Regions from separate parts of the Anas platyrhynchos genome. Here region 1 is linked to region 2. The links are chromatin contacts, called in public Hi-C maps. All regions are on one chromosome and are shown on one strand. Each heading gives the region's core, a stretch centred on a gene start, on an enhancer-like site or on the middle of the called end of the contact. The rest is flanking DNA. Distances are from core to core; before and after follow the strand shown.

Region 1 (6,596 bases), core at 3,820-6,319, 52 kb after region 2:
AATTTGCATCTGGCAATAGAAATGACCTAACTGTTAGAATGTGGGCAAATAGTAAGTTTACCCTGTGTATCAGGCTTTGAGTACAGATATCTATCTTCAGCACAATCCAGTGAATAATGCTTCAGATGCATTGATTTGCCAAGTCCTACCTTTTATCTCTGAGTTTCTAAAGGACAATGTGATTTGCAGGCAGCCTACTACTGCCACTTCAAAAATCAGCTCTATAGCTTTCATTAAAAGGATTTTCTCTAATTTCTTCTGACACTTACCTTTTTTCTTTTTTATCTGTGTTCTGCTCTCTCTAAACTGTTACAAGTATACAGGACAAACAGGAATGTTAAAATTGCTTGGTAAGTTGAGGAAAATTTTATTTCTGGCATGCCAGCTTATGACAATGTAACATTTTTTGCAGTGCTTTTTATGTGTGTCTAGTGCCATATAGTTTCTAAGAAATCTTTTGCAGCCAAGGAGATCTAGACAGACCCAAGCTTTACCTTCTCACACTATAATTGCAATCACGCATACAGTTCCAGTGTAAAGAGAAAAGTGAGCACTCAAAATATTTGTTTATGAGTAGGTTATCACTTGTTGTTTCTTCATAATTGAGAAAAATTGCTAGTGTATGTATAGTCGATAGCAAAAGATAACATAAACTTAATATAAGCTATAATTCATCTAGTAATTACGTTATATGCTCAGATAGCTGAGAATTAATTTCTAAACAAATAGATTGGGATGGGAGAAAAATGTTCAGACTTGACCTCCAAAATTGTGCACTCTGAAGTAGGTGCATCTGTTCCTGTAAAAATGCTCTGTAGATATTCATGAACAGATGGGGACCCATAAATTAAATAATTTATTTTACTGTTTGTCTGGATTCTGTGATCACTTAAGCAGCCATGTAGTCCTGTGATGTTTCTAATGTGCTTGTTTAGGCACTTTCTTAACAATTGAGTATTCCCCAAAGACTCTAGGATTTGAGCTAGGTCTAAGCAAAAAAACCCTGTGATTTAGTGAGAGTTCTGCAAGCCACCTGTAAATTTTCTTCACTGCATCCACTGGAGACAGTAGAGGTTCCTTTTCATTAATCAAGTGTAAGGATCCTCAGACTTGGACTTAAACACCTGAAAATACAGAGTTCTGTTTCTCATTTGAACCCACGTGGAACATAGCTGTAATTAAGGTGGTAAAAGAGCACAAACCAGACTTAATCTGCCTGAATCCCCCTGGCCAGTCCTTGGTTTGCCTGTTTTCCCGCTTCCACTTTTCTCCTGTGTTCCAAGGGGTGCATCGCCACTGGGGGTGAGCATGGTAGAACAAGCTCAGGAGAGGAGCAAGAGCCATGAAGCCACCTGTTATACATAAAACAAGAAACTTCTTCATCTTGGGGAAACATCAGAAGAGCTTTGCCAGCCACCGTAGTTTAAATTTGCTAGCCAGGCAGAGTAAACTCAGTGGACCTGAGAGTTCACCTGACACTGTTCTGATAGGGATTCAAAGAAATAGAGAAGAAAGTGTGTATTTGTACTTAGTGTGAATAAAATTATAAACCTCCTTTCTGCCTGGCATCATCAGTTTAGCAAGGACTGAAGAGCACACCTAATACTGACAGAACACTTGCAAAAATGAGGATTGGGTGATGTTTCTGATTTTTTTTTTTTTTTTTTCACTCCAGCACATTTATATTTTGAGTCCTTTGTGTTGCATAAGATAAAGTCAACACTTCTGAAGGATATTACTCTGTCCCAGTGTATGAATACACAGGCATTTTTTCAATTAAATAGTTATTAAAATGACAAGGCTATTTAAAAGAACTAAATATAGTGTTATGTTTTCCCGAGTCTTTCTTAGCATTGACTAATCTTGTTTGCCTGAAACTTTTCCCCAAGAAATTCAGCTTGAGGCAGGCACTTGGCTTAAATGGTTGAACCTGGCAATTATAAGTGCTTTTTATGGGATGTCGGGTAATTTCTACCATCAGTAGCAGACTGAAGTCTGGCCAGGAGCTACCTACACTGTGGACAGTATGAACCAGACCAAGAGGGGTCCATACACTTTTTTTTTTTTGTACACTTTGGAAAGGGAAACACTCGAGGGAGCTGTGAAGTCAGGAAGGAGGAGGCAAACATGAGTTTACTTTTCTTCAAAACAGGACTGGCATGTAGGAAGGAATATATTGCAACAACATGGTGAAGAATGTTTTAAGAGGCGCAATGCCTCCCCTAGTGGTGATTTAATATTCTGCTACTACGTAATAGGTAGTGGAAGAGTTTTCCAGAAACTCTCTTTACCAGTACTTTTTTAAAGATGTCAATACATACTGTATATTAGGTATGTCTGCATCTCCTCAGCTGCCTGTCTGGAACTTTTTTCTATTTTTATTTTTTTTCTCCCTCTCCTATCTCTGTTTTATATGTATCTTTACTATGACTCAGATTGTCAGCGTTCCTGGCCATCCTTTTCCACAGACCAGCAATCTTCCAGCGCTCCTTCTTCTCCAGGTAAAGCTGATAATATTTCATTGCTCCGTCACCTTTGTTAATTACTAAATCCTTCCAATGCTCTGTCTGGAATTGCCTGTCGTGACACAGAAAATTATAGTGCTGGTTTTTAAAGAAAGCATTAGGCATCTCAGTAGAATTTTGAATTTGGAAAGTTTTTCAGGTTGTAAACTGCAAATGTTTAATAATGATAAAAAAAAAAATCTGCAGAACAGGGTTATTTTTCTAAGTGCATTAATTAAAATTCAGGTTTTCCATGAAAAATGCTGTAAAGTGTTTTAAATTTTTGACTGTCCTTGCAAAAGGGGAAGTGTAAAGTACTTTGTATTGTTAGCTAAATACTCCACTACTGGAAAAGCACCTCTATACATTTCATATTGTATCCAAAATTGTTGTGTTGGTAATACAAAAAACTCATCACTGATTTCTTATTATTGCGGTTATAATAAATGATAAAAAAAATAAAAATAAAAAAAATCAGTGTTTCTTTTTTAGAACAGGGGTTCTAATGTTAGGGGGAGTGTATTCTCTGCCATTTCAAAGTAGTGCCCAGCATTATCAGATGGATATTCATACCTGCTACCATAGCTGCTACTGCTAGCTATCAAATATACAGAAAATAAAGTCTTGGGGATTCCTAAATTATGGTAAATATCCCTTGCTCTATCTGTTTTGCTTCTTTTCAGTCGTTATTATCCATTGAAAACAAATTTATAAAGTTTTTTTTTGTTTGTTTGTTTTTTAAGCCCTTTTAACATATTTTTTTTTTTTAAATGCTTTGTTAGAAACAGTCCTCAGGTCTCCAATGGCTATGAATTTTTATGTTATCTATATTAGATGGTTAGGAAGTTGTTGGTCAATATTAGAGCTAATAGCTGATCTTTGTACCAGACTGGCAGGGATTACGGTAAGCTTTAGTTTCTTCTCCTCTGCTTCACTGTTTTTGCAAGTTCTCAGCAATGTTTTTACTTGGGGTAGCTGAGGCAGTGTGTGTTCCTTGGTGCTTTGCTTTGAGGCACTCTGTGGAAGGGAGCCCCTCACTAATGTCATTTGCTTCCCTAGGCCCCTCCTCACCCTGTGCAAGCAGGTTGAATGGAAGTGTTTTGATGTGGTCGCTCCTTTATACTGAAGCAGCATTTAAGAATGAGAGAGTAAAGAGTAGAGGGCTGCTCTGGTTACCAGAACAGACAGTGATCTTGGTTATGATCATCTTAGAAAATTTTAAAACAAAAAGAGCGAGGGAGAGAATATGTTTGCCTTTTATTAAGCAGCTTTTCATTTCAGTGCTCCCAGAGAGCTAGTGGGTTGAGGTACAATCTTGATTTCTTGTTACATGTGAGGAGAACTACTTACTGGAGTGAAATCACGGAATCACGGAATTGTAGGGGTTGGAAGGGACCTCAAGAGATCATCGGGTCCAACCCCCCTGCAAAAGCAGGTTCTCTAGAGCAGGTTGCCCAGATGGTTGCATGTTAAGGAATTTCTACAGAATTTTGCTTACTGTTGTTTTTATTCTCTCTGCACTTTTTTTTTTTTATAGTCAAGTATAAATACAATAGTGGTTTTATATATACAGAAATTTTGTGGCTTCTCTGACAAATGTCAGGACCACACTCAAAAGAGCACTTAGCATTCTAAATGTTAGTCTGGCAGAATTTAGGAGCCTGAAATTAAAAATGAAATGTATACCACTCTGCCTAATTTCTTGGATGCATGAAAGTGTTGGTGTAAAAGTAACTAAAAACTTACAATATCTGACACTTTGCAAAGTGGCCCTCCCACTTAGGGCATCCTCCTGGATGAAATGGACATTTCAACACCTAGCTCATATCTGGGTTGACAGTTGAGGTATCCCGTGCTGAATTGTCAGAGGGATTGGGAACCTGTAGACACCTCACCATGAAAATGCCTAGGCTCCTTGGGGGATCTAGGCCTATTTTCTTGATTCTAGTCATAGTAATTACAGCCCAGAAGCTGATAATATAAACTAAAACATGAAATAGAGATGAGAAAAAATAAACCGATCTTGTCATCAAAGCACATGGCTGATTTTAAAAAAGTTACTGTACAATAACTTTTATAAGGCATGAAGTTGCCTGTAATATAGATACTCTGAATTCTAGTCTTTGAGGAATATGAACAACAAAAAAGGGGAGAAAAAATCTTGAAGTCATAAGAATCTGAAATGCTTCAAAAAAAAATAGTTTAACTTTTCATGAGCTCTGAGCTATATGCCCATTTTTTGTACTAACTTCTCTTTTCAATATTCTTCTAAAATGTACAATATTTTAGAGATCCAAACAAGCAGTAGATCCTCCTTGAAAAAGCCAAATGTTATTGCTTTAACTGTTATCTGCATATTTCCTCACAGTGAAAAAAAGCCCGACGTTTTTAGATGTGAACACAGGACCCTTCATCAGGACCAACAGCTTCGCCGATGAGCTTGACCTGGAGGGTGAAACTCTGTTGACCCCAATAACTCACATCTCACAGTAAGTCAAGGCTATTGAATTGTGCATTAGTTGACTTAGACAAGAGCAGCCAATCCAGGTGGGAGGAGCTGAAATATGGAGCTGATAGGGCTATCTCAGATATTTGCGTCAAACTCTTTTACCTTGAAGTTGGTGTATACTGTTCTGAGTGCCAGTAAATCTTTGTGTTGACCTAAAGAAAAGTTCATTTGGCTGTGACACACAGCTTTAGTTTTGAGCTAATGTCTGTGGGCAGCTGGTGGTTGATAGCCTCAGGATTTTCACATGGAGACAACGTGTGGGAGTACTTGCCTGTTGAGAATTATATTAATCCCTCCACCGTTTTCCAGAGGAATAACTGTAAAGTGCAAATTTTGAAATACTTACATGAAACACCAGCCTTTCAATTTCAGCAGCACCTTCTCAAATGGTCATATGATGATCTGCATTGGAAAAAAAGATCTGTTTTGGTCTTTATTACTGCTTTGTAGTATATAAAAAAAATCTGTAATAGGCCTTTTTTTATTTTGTGATTTTTTTTTTCATTTTACATTTTTCCCATATCTTTTATGTTAAAATGTTATCTTCATGTTTTGAGATTATCCTCAAATCCTTAGGAGAATTGAACTACAGCTTCACAAGGAAAAGTGGCTTGAGAATTGCAAAAGATATTATTTGAATGTCTTAAAAATGTCTATCATTAGCTAATTTGAACTACTGACAAATTCCTATTATTTTCCATAGCAAGTGCATGGCAATGTGTGAAAGATTAAGCTCATTCACCCCTCTAGCAGAGGCATGAGAGAGTCTCTTCCCCTTCTATTCCTAGAAATCCTCGGATTTCTGAAGTGAAACCACAGATGAAAATTCTTGGCATACTTAATTTTCTGAGGTACAAAACATGCAGAAATGCTGGCTGCCAATTTTCAGGCCTTCTTTCTATGTGATATAAATAGCGGAGAATCACAAACATTTTTTATAGCCCATATAGAAAGTTGTTTTTTTTTTTTTTTTAATAAAATTTAAAAAAAAAAATGTGGGGAGCCTTCCTTGCCCACAAGCAGAAGGATGCACGTTTTCAGTTGAATCACCTACATGTATGTACATTTGTAAGAAGAGAGTTTAGGAGACTTTTATTCTGAAAAAAATTTCTTCGTGGTACAAGTAGGAGCAGGAAGTCATAAATTTCCTTAAGCCTTAGACAAGAACAACGGAGCAGCAAAACCAGATCTAGAAGTTTCTTTGCACGGCTTTTTTTTTTTTTTTAATTTTAATTTACTGCAGTATTGCAGGCTTTCTTTAAGAAAAATAAACCTTGGTGCTAGGAGTTTACATTATCATTTTTGGATTTGAGAAGCATTCAGTTATTTCTCATTGTCACCTTCATTGATACGTTTCATAAAGTAAGGTGCTCCATTATTTTTAAGTCAGATTTTGTAACATTTGAGTTGTTTTTGTTTTTGTTTTTTTTAAGTATGGGCATTTGTGGGAAACCCTAGGATATATAAATATTGTGTATCAACTGAAAAAATCTTACCAAACTAACACCCTAGTCTTTTAGTAACATGCATATTTCTCTTTTACTACTTCATTTTTTGGGTTGTAATCTTTGTTCACATTCCTA
Region 2 (7,143 bases), core at 3,920-6,419:
TTTTGCTCTGAGTAACCCTCCTTAGCTTTTCATACACAAATTGCAGTAGCCTGAGAGTCTTCAAAAAATACTGCTTTTATATTGTGTGTGGTATGTTGAAAGATAGGGACATGCATGTTCCAGAGTTCACCTGTTCCTCAAGAGCTTGAGTTTATTCTCACAAGTAGTATGGCCAGGTTTTCTTTATTTTTTAGTACAACTACACTCCAATAAAATCTGTTCAAAGGCATGAGTGTCTAAGAATCACTAAAAAAAAAATAATAAAAATGCATGTTTTATTAACTTTTAAATTTTGCTTGCTTTTGTCAAGCTTTCTACTTCAGGGTTAAAGTTTGTTGAAGCTTTTCTGGGGTGTAAATCCACGTCAAGCTCAGAACGTTTGCTTGGTAACTCTAGAAGAAACACAAACTTTTTGCTCAAATTTATACATGTTTTTTGCTACTTAATAGTTTAGTAAACAAACAGATGAATGCAAATTCCATCTTGGGGAAAAAAATAGAACTATGAAATACTGGTGCATAGTAGAGCCAAGCAGTGAAAAGAAAGATTTTTAAATTTAGGATTTATCTGGATTAGTGTGTAATGTTTGCAGTGACAGGTGTTTCCTTTATGCCTTGCCCAAATGTCTGGAAAGTAGTTTGTCATTAAGTGCTACATTCAGTGTGTATCTCAATTTCAGTATAACTGGAGGGTCTATGGCTTTGTTAGGTCCTTGTTTTCACATCTGACCTCAGCCAGCTGGAGTCTATTGTTTTAAGCGTAATGTAACAGCTGACATAACATAACGGATATCAAGCTGAAAAGCTGAAACAGTGCAGTGAACTGATGCAGAGGGAGGGGAAAGCTGGGAGGGAGGGAGAGAGGCAAAACTAGCTTCGTGATTCAAAGTCAAAGCTTGCTGCCTTGTTTTCCCTGGGGGAATTAGCTAGTGAATAATGGGATGAGTCTGAAGTTCTATTAGCAATTGATTACATATGATAGACTACTGAGGCAGGTTTGAGTTTGCCAGCTGTCCCTGGCTGGTGGCTCTTGAATTGCTTTAAGTGGTCCTCAGTAGGCAAAACTGGAACAAACTCTGCAGGTGTGGTGTAACTGTAGTGCAGAACAACAGTGTGTACCAATGTCTTGTGAGAAAGGAGATTCCCAGAGCTGGAAGAGAGAAAACAACTTAAACAAATGGAATGGATTAAGAATTTTATTTTGCAGTGTTGGATTACGTGGTTTCAATTAACTGGCTCAAAAAAGCAAAAGCAACAGGACTACCTCATAACTTTCTTTTTCTTAGCTGCTGCTAAAGCAAGCTTATGTGAGTTCCTTTTCTAAAAACTTTGTTCTCAACTTGTGAGTTTAGTAGGAAGGCACATCCTTGTGTTGACCACTGACTGGTACTGGAAGGAGAAGGCAAAATGGATGTTCTATTAGAAACTTGCCTCAGCCATGAAAGAAGTGGCAAATACATGACTCTGTCTACAGAAAAGGAACACGAAGGTACAGGAATCTCTGTATTTTTTCTTCATATAGCTATACTTAGAAAAACATCAAAACATACTTCTATTTTTAGCAACAACTAGGAAAAATATATCTGGCTGGATTGCATTCATATTGAGTAGAGCATCTGGCAGCTCCACCCACCTGAGAGTTTATTCCATGCTTTTAGGAGGGGAAAAAAAAAAGGTCAGGACTCTATGCTGTTGTGTTTTTTTAAAGTATATGGATATAGGCAACCAAATTAGGTCCTACATTTATAAGTGAAGTTTTTATGGCTCAAGACTTGCAATTATGCAGTATGTTTAACTCTGTGTATATGAGTAGTCATAATGACTTCAGCGGAGCTTCCTGTGTGCATAAATATTAATGGGATCAGGGCGTATTAGGAAAGGTTTCACGAATAGTATCTGCTTGTATTTAAGGATAACCTAGGAAGCACAAGAGTTTGATTTATGGAACTGCAGGCGGTGTTTATCACACATTTAATGTTTTAAATTTATTTTTATCTAATTTACTTTCATTTTGATAGTAAAAAAATAAATAAATAAATCATGCAGACTGAAGCATCAGCTCTACAAGGCTTGTCTTGCGCAGAGTTTCTAGGCACCCAACACCAGGACAGATGTCCTAGAGCTTCTGCACTGCCCAGCAATGCCAAATGTTCATTTCAGGGACCTCTACCTTGGTGTATTGCTAGCATCAGGTATTTCCACCTAACCCATCAAATATCAACATGTTTTCAAGGTGATGGGAAGCCAGGAATTGTTATTAGCTCTTGGAAACAGCAGGACTTCAAAGAACTCACAAAATAAACAAAATGCCTTTTCTCACACCCAGTCTGTGACAGCAAGCTATGTACTTCCTCACTTTGATGGTTTCCCTTATGTTAATGACATTGGGGCTGTCTGATGTGTGCTGAAGTAGACAGAGAATGTCTAGCAGCTGTCCATGGATCCATGTGGCATTTGAGTTTTCAGGTGGGCCTAATTAGTATTTAACTGAGAAAAGTTACTGGTTCTAAAAGCTAGAGGCAGCTGTGGATACACAGTAGCTCTGGTGGTTTCTTTTAGTTGTGGTCCCAGCACTAACCATTCGAGTAGCAAATGTCAGCAGCACCTTTTGTAAGAGATACAGCAGCACTGAAATAGTACAAATGATCTCTTAATGTAGCTCTGAGCTAGGAAACTCAGGAAGGGGAGTGAAAAAGAGCTCCAGCCCTTTGCTTATGTGTTTTTCTTTTAGTTTAATTCCTTGTTTCCACATATGTTTTCCACATATATATTCATGTTTAACTTCTTTCCCCTCCAACATCCTTTTAACATCCTTATTGAGGTGCCTTTCACAAACTTATTGTTGTTTCTGTCAGCTTGACGGGATATGTTTACACCTGGAATGCCTGCAAAATAAATTGATTTACTTGTCATTTATCCCTCTGCAGCTATTTCCCATGTAAAGCTGAGAAAAGACATCTGCTCTAGAGGTAATCTGACTATTCCATGGCTCCCTGCAGCAGAGCAGGTACAGCATATTAAGGAGGCTGTTTCAGTTGTAATGTTGCAGATCAGTTTTAAATCATAATTCAATGTGTATGGTGAGTGGCCTCCACCTGGCCTGCAGGCAAGGAGTTTGACACCTACCTTCTAGGAGCCGTTCCAAGCCATTGATTTAGTATATGAAGCTCAGAATGAGTTATATTTAGTGGCAAGGGAAAATGGAGGAGAGAAAATTAAATATTTACCAATCTTACTTCTGTAATGCCTTACAAACATGAACATACTTAACCTTGCAGCATTCTTGGGAGGTGAGCGTTAGTAGGTCTACAAGTAAAATTGGTGACCTGTAGTTTTTCCACCATAGCTTGGCTCTGTGAGATTAAACCATTGGAGAATTCAGGCTGCACATTCAAGAGTGGGTTTCAGCCTGCATAAGCTGGCACTTGCCACCCAAAGAAATGGTTCTGCTGCTCCGTTCCTTGTGCCAACACAAGCATTTGTGCAGCTATGTTGTAAGCTGCCTTGGAGGACCGTATGGGTTCTAACTAACCTTTTTTTTGGCCTGATGAGTTTGCTTCTTTTGGCAGCAGTGCTGGCTTAAAGTGTTTGTGGAACTACAGTGTAAGATTTCTTAGCTTTTGATAGTTAAAAGCGTGATGGAAACTTTATCTGCGACAAAATTTGCAAGCAGACTTGTGTGCTGTCCTTCTGAGAAAAGATATTATTGTTGTTTACATTACAGTCCGTTCAAAGGGCCCTGCCTGTAGGATGAAGTATAGTACCTAGTAGAGCGCCCACACGCTCTAAAAGATAGTTTCTACCCTTATGGACCTTGCAGTCTAAACAGACAAAGTGGTGAAAAGGTGAGCGGAAGGAAGTATGAATAGCTTCTTGCACAGCCAAGCACTGAAGCAGAGAAAGAATAAACTTACCAGAGTCCCAGTTTGGGCCTGCTCCCAGTGTTCAGGTTCTGTGATGGGCCTCAGCAGTCATAACACTGAAGAAAAGACATTTTAAATTTCTTGTCTCATTTCTTAGTTTAGGACCTGTCACTACGAAAGCTTCTTTAATATGACAGCTGAGATTTTGGCCCTGTTTTCACATACTTAGGTCTGTTAGTGCCTTTCTTTTATTGATTTGACTAAATAGTTAAGTAGCGTTTTATGTCTGCTTTGCATCTGTTTTGTAGCAGGATATCAGCATGACAGCTGATTGTGACAGACTTGATTGAAATTAATTTTATCCTATAGGTTTAGGCACGTCTACTGTAATCTAGAGCCAGTTATTGAACTTGAATTGGCAGCTCAGCTGTGTCTACAAACAAAAGCTGTTTTGTTCCAACTCAGCTAGAACAGACAGGGCTGTAGGTAGGGTTTCAGAAGTGTGTCTCTTTGGAAGAACTTAAGAAGTCATCTGCTAGCTCTTCACTGCTGCCCCACTGTGGGGTTTTGCTCTGCCTAGAAATGGATTGTACTTCTTTCGTGTTCATCGTGCTGCAGTGTATAGTTGACCCAGAAAGTTTTGTTTAACACCAAAGCTGGTTAAAACCAATTTAGTCACATTGAAGAAGGCAAGTGAGCACTTCCACAACTGGTTCAGCTTTGTGGGTGGCAATCTCCAAGATGAGAGGTGCGCTAATGAGGAGCTGGGTGTGGTAATATCTTCAATCTCTGTTACTGCCTTTTAAGTGATTAAGAGCACGTGGTTGCATGCGTCAATATAGCCTAGTCCCATGGGGTATAATTGTACTATTATGTCATCATTATTATTAATACAATAACAAGAACATTTGGGTTGGTATTATTACAGCTATTTTGATAAAGGCAAAAGAAGCTGAAAAGAACATGCATTTGTACAAGAATACCAGTGTTGAATATGTGTGTAGACTAGTCCTGAGATGACAACTTGCCTTATAAATTCCTAGCACACACAAATTAAAAGCTACTTGGATCCTACTGCAATTTTCAGATATTACGAGGTGTCTTTTCATACTTAAAAACTTTTGAATGTTTTGATACAGCTCATTAGTAAAACATTTAAATATTTAACTGGTAAGCCGTATGCTTTTCTAAAGCAGAATTAAAAGGGATGTAAAGAAAAAATTCTTTCCATACACCAGGCTCCAAGCCAGAAGTGCTATCTCATCCTCAAGGAAAAAATACAAGAAAATTAGGGCAGTATACTGTCTGTGCTGAAGCCAGGGTCAAACTCTCTACTGATACATGCTTGTAAGTGCATTTGTGATATTGTGGTAAGGTATGGAGAATAGATCTAGGGTCTTACAGGCCCTGAAAGCAGAACAAGGTTTGTGGCTGTAATCAAAATGAGTAACAGTTTGTAAGCAAAGACCCGTTTTCTTGTTTTGGTAGTGGTATTTGTAAAACTAGGAAACTCCATGTTAAAGTGCTGGAAAATTGTTTTCAAGTAGTACATTAGGAGAGCTGTTTCAAGGGCTGATTCCTTTTCTTGGAGAGCGACTGCACTCCAGTTCCTAAGTGTTCAGACACATGGGACTGTTCCAGACAGTTCATTTGTTTCATAGATTATGTGGAGAGATGTTTCTCTTTCTAAAACCAAATCTTATCTTCATAGATATCTTACAACTCTTTGATCCATATCTAAATTGCTAATCTATTCTGATTTTGTATCTGAAACTAGCATTCATTTGGAATGATGAGAATAGTGTTTGTAACGCATAGGGTAAGGTATTGTATTTTGGGCTCATTGACAAACTTGCTCATAGGTATACTTTTCTTAACATTTAAAGGAGGTGGGTTTTTTCTTAATGCTGAACAGAGACATTGAGCTAGACCTTTTCCCTTACAAAAACTAATTGCTTTAGAGAGCTGGAGCAAAATGATGGGGAATCAGCAAAAGCTCTGTGCAAAGGTGCGAGATGCAGCAGAAGAACTGTGAGGTGTCTTGGTTTAGGAAAGAAGTACATGATCAGATATTTCTTGACATTTCTGTTCTGTCACCTATTGAAACAGTGACTTCTTGAACATTGCAATTCCTGAGTGAATTGCAGCTGTCACTCATCATGGAATTACATTTTCTGTCATTCCTTCTCCTACCTGGACTTAAATCATTACCAACTGAAGCAGTTCACGAAACATGGGGAATTCAAACATGCAAAAAGCCGAAGTCAAAACTTTGGGAGCTTCTCTTCTTTCAGAGTTGCACGTGCCTTGCTTTGACTTTCTACTTACATTGTGACCCTTGCCTGCCATCTACAGCAAGACAGAGACCGCTCTAGTGTGCCTCTGCCATGGTGGCAGGGAACATCCTTTTGTTCTCTGGCTTCCTTGAGCTGGGCTGCCCACAACCTACAGCATTCTGTGGCTCCAGGCCAATGCAGAAACATTTGTTGGGTCCAGAGCTGCATGTAGATATTGTTGATTAAAAGTTGGAACAAAGTCAGCATGGAAAAGGCTGCTAATGAAGCATGTCAGCTTTTTTGAATTAAAATGTCTTTTAATCACTTTTATATAAATACTAATCCCGGCCTCTATCCCAAGAGGCTTCAGAACCATAAGTATTGTGTACTTTTTAAAACAAAAAATGAAAATTAAACTGGTGTGGGACATTCTTTAAAAATGCTACTGGTTTTCTTCTTTACTCTTAGTCTTGGATATAAGGCTGAAAACAAATAGTAAAATCTTGGAAATTTTTGTTTGTCTTTTCATTTTGTTTTATTTCCCAGTAAGATAGCATTCATGTGCCATGGGACTAGAAGGAGAAACAAAGGCATCTGACTAACCAGCACAGCAGAAGTGATATACAGAACAAAGAAGGCTTTTTATTTATAATCTCTTAGTTTTTTCGTCATCTCAGTTCATATCACAGGAAATCAATAATTTTTAGTTGCTTTGGTAAAGTATTATTAAGTAAAAATCAAGCAGTCCTTTTTTACAAATGAGTATACTGTAATGTAGTATACTATAAAGTGTGTAAGGCTAAAGTTTCAAAGCAATGTGCATTTTACTCAGATTTATTTATTGTCGGTAGCTTGTCAGGTCTTTGTTTGAATTAGGAGCCATTGTGAGCGGCCAGAAATTGAACTTTATGTAATATAATCTATCTGTCACTTAGTATCAGTTCCCTAACAGTGATGCTAACACATTCAGACTTTAGCATCTGGACCTCGCACTTGAGTTTTCAG

What was found. Hi-C and Micro-C count contacts between places; a contact is called where the count stands out from the background.
Region 1: a Hi-C map of skeletal muscle shows a contact between it and region 2, with 3 times the contacts expected there. The contact joins two enhancer-like sites. A contact is called at or near these places in 2 of 8 Hi-C or Micro-C datasets (skeletal muscle and subcutaneous adipose tissue).

Annotation. Positions count from the first base shown.
Region 1 is chr5:28,667,917-28,674,512 of IASCAAS_PekinDuck_T2T, forward strand. It overlaps KCNQ1 (potassium voltage-gated channel subfamily Q member 1), which reads left to right. Exons shown (of 18, transcript XM_072038533.1): 11 at 324-350; 12 at 2,436-2,501; 13 at 4,873-4,993. Among named protein-coding and RNA genes, the nearest start is that of TRPM5, 120 kb to the left of the region's middle. Within about 2 kb of position 5,070, at least 3 of the 8 cell types and tissues checked have an H3K27ac peak or open chromatin away from gene starts, as enhancers often do.
Region 2 is chr5:28,615,707-28,622,849 of IASCAAS_PekinDuck_T2T, forward strand. The region is part of intron 2 of KCNQ1 (potassium voltage-gated channel subfamily Q member 1); the gene reads left to right. Among named protein-coding and RNA genes, the nearest start is that of TRPM5, 64 kb to the left of the region's middle. Within about 2 kb of position 5,170, at least 4 of the 8 cell types and tissues checked have an H3K27ac peak or open chromatin away from gene starts, as enhancers often do.